Regions from separate parts of the Mus musculus genome. Here region 1 is linked to region 2. Evidence: chromatin contacts called from public Hi-C data. All regions are on one chromosome and are shown on one strand. The core of a region is the stretch at or near the end of the contact, and the rest is flanking DNA. Distances in the headings are between cores, read along the strand shown. Region 1 overlaps Psmb7 (proteasome (prosome, macropain) subunit, beta type 7). Region 2 overlaps Dennd1a (DENN/MADD domain containing 1A).

Region 1 (2,700 bases), core at 68-2,567, 810 kb before region 2:
GCAAGCAGGACAGGAAGTAGGACAGACACATCTGTAGCAATTGTCACCCTCCATCTTAGTCCATAGGCATGGGGTTAGGTGGCCCTCTGTTTTAAGAGAATGTTTCTTGCCATAACTAGTGGTGTGTCACCACAATACATTAATAAGAAAACCTTTAGCATTTTAAGCCTAGATACCCCCAGATTTTAAGCTTTTCCTGGGAGTGTTTATAACCTGTCAGGTCCATGAGACCTTACAGTTACAATTGTGAGGAAAATCCCCCCCCCCCCCCCCCGTTCCCTTCAAAGGGTATTTTAAATATTTTCTTACATTTATGTGTAGAGAAGGAGCTGCATTGCTTGAGATACTAGTTTTTTAGTGAAGAATGTTGGATGATTGAGAATATATATTTTCCCAGCATATTAACTGGGAATATATTTCCAATAATTTATTGGGAATTAAAAGTCGACCCTGACATTGAAGTACATTTGTTGATGAAAAGGAGGCGTTCTTCCCCTCACGAGGGTTTAGATGTAATACTCAGTGCTTACTCAGGAGTGAAAACATCAAATTAAACTGTTTATGCTGACAAAGGACAAATCTGGATTTCAGCAAGCCATGCAAGATTGTCTGATTGCTTGCCCTGCCGCCTGCCTCTAAAGCTTTTGGCCAAGGCTTATAATGAAATGCATGCATACAATTAAACCTTTTCAAGTCTGTGGCTTAGTCTCTCTGAGCCTGGAGAGGTGCTCCACTGCTCTCTAGTGGCTGAGTGCAGTCCCCTGGCACCAGCATTGCTTTGTATTCATAAATCAGCTTTTCACACACTGGCATTGTTGGCCTCGGTGCAAGCACCAGTACCAGGAGACGAGGCCTTGGAGGCAGGAATGGAGTGAAAAATGACCTCCATCCATAGGTCCGTGGAAAGCACCAGGTTTTCTGCAGGAAGAGTGGCCAGTTGACTAACAATGAGCAAGTGTGAGTAAGCGCTCTGTCAGGAAGAGCTGACACTGATGGATTAGAAAGTTCTGCGTGACTCCTTTATCGCTGCATACATCTTCCACCTTGGCAGACCACAGTGGCAGACAGGTCCTTGGGTGCTTAAAACAGACTGCTCCTTAGCAGAGGCAGCCCTTTTTCCTGTGAAGATCTGGTAAAATTGATTTGGGGAAAAGCAGTGGGGATCCATTTCTTGCTGTCTCTTAGAACTTCTCGGCATTGAGAAAAGAAATTTTGAACACCTTGGTTCCCATTAAAGCTACCACTCAGGGACCCGTGGAGAATGAGTATATCAGGTCACTGCTGGAGGACAGGCAGCTTGTCCCTGAGTCATTACAATAACTAGTTTTCATTGAGCTCTGACTATGCCCCAGCATTCAGCTTTGTACACAGTGTCTTCCTCAGCCTGTAGGAGTCACTGATCAAACGTGAGGCAATGGTACCTTGTGCTCAGAGTGATGTACCCAGAGAGGCCAGGGAGCCCAGAACTGTTCCCTACCTGAGTAGCTGTGTGTTTACAGAGCTTGGGCAACTGGCATGTCCCGAGTTGCTTCGGAATTGGGCCTGGGCTTCCTAGCCTCTGAACTGTAGGTTTAAATCTTCAGTGTACTTATTACTAGCTGCTGTGCTGTAGGAAAATCATTTGAAACAAGTGGAGTATCAGTTCTAGTCTTTAAAATGGGGGCTATCCTCTACACATGGCTTCAGGGCTGAGGACTCTGGGAGCATCAGTCTGAGTTTAAGCCTGGGACTTAGAAGAAGCAGATTTCCTCCTGCCAGATTCTTAGAGCTTGGGTAGCAGCACAGTGTGGAGAAGCCTTTCAGTTTTGATTTCTCCAGTTGTCCAGTAACAGTGAGTATAGAATTGTTACGTTTGATTTAGTATTTAAGCAAACATTGATATATAAAAGAATATACCTCTCAAAACTAAAACCGCATACATTCTGTGTTAATGCAAGCATTTTAAAGCATACAGAGCAAGTAAATGGCTGTGAGTTTTCACAAGACGTTCAGAATTTATTCTGAATTCTTACAGAAAAACAGGTTTAGGCTGAACCATAGGTTGAGCATCCCAGCTCTGAAGTGTGAAATTGGGGATCTTGACTGCAGGTAGACACCACACTGGACTTCATGTGACAGGTTGCAGTGGGAACTGAGATCCCCTTACGTATTGCATAAAATTACCTTCAGGCTATGTGTATAGGTTGCATATGAAGCAGATGATTTCATGTGTAGACTTGGGTCCCATCCCAAGATATCTCATTATAATTGTATGTATGCACATTTCCCCAAATCCGAAATTCAAATTATTTTTGATCCCAATCATTTTGGATAAAGGCTATTCAATCTGCACTAATGCTGTTAAGTACCTTCTGAGGTTTCAGAAAATTAAGACTTAATTTTATTTTTGAAAAATGTGGCTATTGTAATATAAATACTCTAAGAACATATGCCTAAGTGTCAGTGCTAGACAATAACAATACATTTAATCATTGAAAACATTAACTAAAATTCAAATATATTTTTTGAGTTTTTAAGTAAAATGAAAGTTATAAAGCAATACAGATTGTATTCAGATGTGTGGTGATTAGGCTCACTGTGAGCATTAGCTCAATGCTCGACTCACTTACTAACCTTGACTTTAGCATTTGGCTTTCCTGTGTAAGACAGGTGGTGGAAGGGAGAAAGCCCTGTGACTCTCAGGAGGACGGTGTAGGACAT
Region 2 (2,803 bases), core at 140-2,639:
TTCTGCCTCCCATGTTGTTCACACCTCAGTCAGCTCTCTGAGAGGCCACTGGGTCTGCAGATGAGGAGAGCCTTTCTGGCTTAAATTCCAGAGAGCATATATATCCATATGCTGTATGTTAAGTGGTGGTGTTTACGTAATAACCAGGAGACCATGGTAGCCCAGGCCTGGAGAACCTGTAACCAAGCCCTCTGGGGCTGTTTACCCAAATGTTCACAGTGGACCTGTGGGGCCTTTTTAACTCACTCCTTCTTGGGGATTTCCCCATGTTCATCCTTAGGTACGGCCTCCTCGTCCACATGTCGTCAGGAGACCCAAGAGCAACATCACTGTGGAAGGCAGGAGGACATCTGTCTCAAGCCCTGAGCAGTGAGTACTATTGCTCCCTCTCATCTCTCCCCAGGAACCCAATGAGCCAGAGCTTTGTGGTGACCAAGCATGTAGCCCCAGCCTTCCTCTTGGAGGCTCCTTTGAAATGCTGAGCAGGTGTTAAATAAGGCCAGACAGGGAACTTGGTCATTGGTGTCAGAGTCTGAGCCTCTGTTGTCACATCAGGAACCTGGGCTGTGCTTTGAGTGGTGCAGCTCAAAGGCAGTCAGCCACATTCCAAAGGAAGCCCCAGGCCTCTTAACACTGAAGAGTCCACAGGTGAGAGTAAGCTGCCTTGTCAAAGAAGCGTTCCTGCAAGGCCAAGCCCCATTGTAGGCTTACTGCTCTTCAGTCTCCACGGCTTGAGCTTATCAGAAAGCATCCTCACCATTGCTCTCTCCTCAGCCATAGCACCTGTGCTATTAGGCCTTTCCTTCAAACTTCCCCCTGACCTAGAGGACCTCTGGACACCCTGTGACCCAGCCTAGAGCCAGCTTCAGTAACATCTTGAGTGGCTGTTAGATAGATGGGAGATGGAACCTGCAAGCTGTAGACAGTTCCAACCTGGAGAGAGAAACACTATTTCCCCTTGTCCTGGTATGCATAGCCCTAGGCTCAGCTATTCACCAGCTTCCTTGGATATCTTTAGAAATACTGTAGATATCACAGATCCATCTTGGCCTAGGGTGGTTTGAGGACTGAGGGGGAAAAACTATTCTTTGTGTGAAAGGGAAGAATGCCTCTCTTTGCAAAGAAGTGGTGCCAAAATAGAAATGATTCCAAAATGTCAGGCTATGGCCTACCTCAGTGTACTTCATTTCTCCCATAATCCTCTGCTTTATAGATCCAGCCTTCCTGAATGGTAAAGACCATTCAGGGAGAACACCAGAGTGGGAAAATATATGTTTATTTCTGGAGATGCTTGGATATGTGAGATTTTGAAGAGGGGATACCTGAAGTGAGGGCATATTTAACTTGGGCTCTACACATTGCTGTGGTGGACATAGTGAGGGACATCTCCTTTGCCGTGGCTTATGACTGCCCCCTTGTGGTGAGAATGCTGCATGGCTCTGGGTTTCCTCTTGCCTTAAAGATTTCTCTTGGAGGGAATGGAATTAGCCACCTCTTCATAGCTGATCTAAGTGTCCTGGGATAGAAACCACGGACCTGTAGCTATTGAGTCTTAAATTAAGGATATCCTTGTATAACACACGCACACATCCCAGACTGGCAGCAGTCCACATCCTATGGAAACGCATTCCCCACTTTGTGGTCCTGATTAGAGATTGGACTCACCACCCACATTTATTTATGCTGTTCCTGTTCCAAACCCAGTGACAGGAGTAATTCTTTAGTGTGTGCAAGAAGCTGGCTGTGTCAAGAAGGTAGCTCTTCCTGGTAATTGCCCTAGCCCGGTCGGCATCACTTCAGTATTTTCGTGTAATGTGCCTGTCTTAGATTTCTTTCCAGAAAGCATCAAGTTGAGATGAACTGGGCAAGAGTGTGGGGGCTGGTTCAGAGGGCTGGCAAACACAGTGACAGGAATCAAAAGACACCTCACTGCAGCTCAGACTGGCCAGCGGGTAGCAAAGGATGTTCTAAGACGTCATCGCTAGGGTTTCTCTTCACATTTTCTTAATGAGGAAGAGGCGAGGCTGTATTCTCATCATGCCAATGACATTTCTGGTGCCACCCGGGTGTTTTCCTGCATCTCTTCCATGCTGCCATCCTCTACCCCCACCCATGCTCCTCCACTTCCAAATGCCATGTCACAACAGCACTTGGATGTGTTTCTCTCAACTGTCACCAGCTCCAGCTGGCAAGACCAAGTTCTTGAAACACAGGAAGCATCCAGCGGAAAATATTTTAATAAAACAGACTCCTCAAATATTGTTCTGGAAGGGAAGGAAAACAGCGCCACCAATCTGTCAGCTCCATGTTGGGAGAGTTGGAAGGAGGGGCTGGGAGGCAGGAGCCAGCATCTAGTGGTCTTTGTGGAGGGTGGCTCCTGGTGGTACACGTGGACTCAGGGCCTGCCCTTTGAACCACTGTGACTTGTCTTGAGTCCTAGTTCTTTATCTCTGCTGAGGATATCAAAGTGTACTGGGCTCTTAGAGGGTTTAGGCTGCAGCTGAAGGGGTGACTCCTTCCTGCCTGTCCCTGAATTCCAACATACTCAATAGTTATCTCTATTCAGCAAGATGGAGCCTTTTAGGAGTTGGGCACTCTGAGGCCCACCAAGCTCCAGCAGTAGCCAGCAGCTCTCAGCTGAGATCCGTTGCTTCCTTTCCTGCTGACACATTTCTGCCCATTGCTCCCTATCTGCATCCATATGTGCACTCATTCAGTAGACATCTCTGAAAACCTGCTAGGCACACATCAAGATGCCGTCAGAGGGATTCCCATGCTGATTCATCTGTTGACTTACATCTGC

What was found. A called contact is a pair of places that touch in the nucleus more often than the background predicts.
Region 1: a Hi-C map of cortical neurons shows a contact between it and region 2. The contact joins two enhancer-like sites. A contact is called at or near these places in 3 of 39 promoter capture datasets (the C10 cell line, cranial neural crest and frontonasal cranial neural crest), 1 of 15 datasets of contacts at CTCF or cohesin (pro-B cells), 3 of 484 Hi-C or Micro-C datasets (cortical neurons, embryonic limb bud and palatal mesenchyme) and 2 of 115 datasets of contacts at active chromatin or transcription factors (astrocytes and embryonic basal ganglia).

The regions. Positions count from the first base shown.
Region 1 is chr2:38,619,973-38,622,672 of GRCm38.p6, reverse strand. All of the region lies in intron 5 of Psmb7 (proteasome (prosome, macropain) subunit, beta type 7), which reads left to right. Among named protein-coding and RNA genes, the nearest start is that of Psmb7, 23 kb to the left of the region's middle. Within about 2 kb of position 1,317, at least 69 of the 459 cell types and tissues checked have an H3K27ac peak or open chromatin away from gene starts, as enhancers often do. A contact at or near this core is called in cortical neurons, where this site is marked.
Region 2 is chr2:37,814,482-37,817,284 of GRCm38.p6, reverse strand. It overlaps Dennd1a (DENN/MADD domain containing 1A), which reads left to right. Exons shown (of 23, transcript NM_001362973.1): 20 at 281-369. Among named protein-coding and RNA genes, the nearest start is that of Crb2, 40 kb to the right of the region's middle. Within about 2 kb of position 1,389, at least 9 of the 459 cell types and tissues checked have an H3K27ac peak or open chromatin away from gene starts, as enhancers often do. A contact at or near this core is called in cortical neurons, where this site is marked.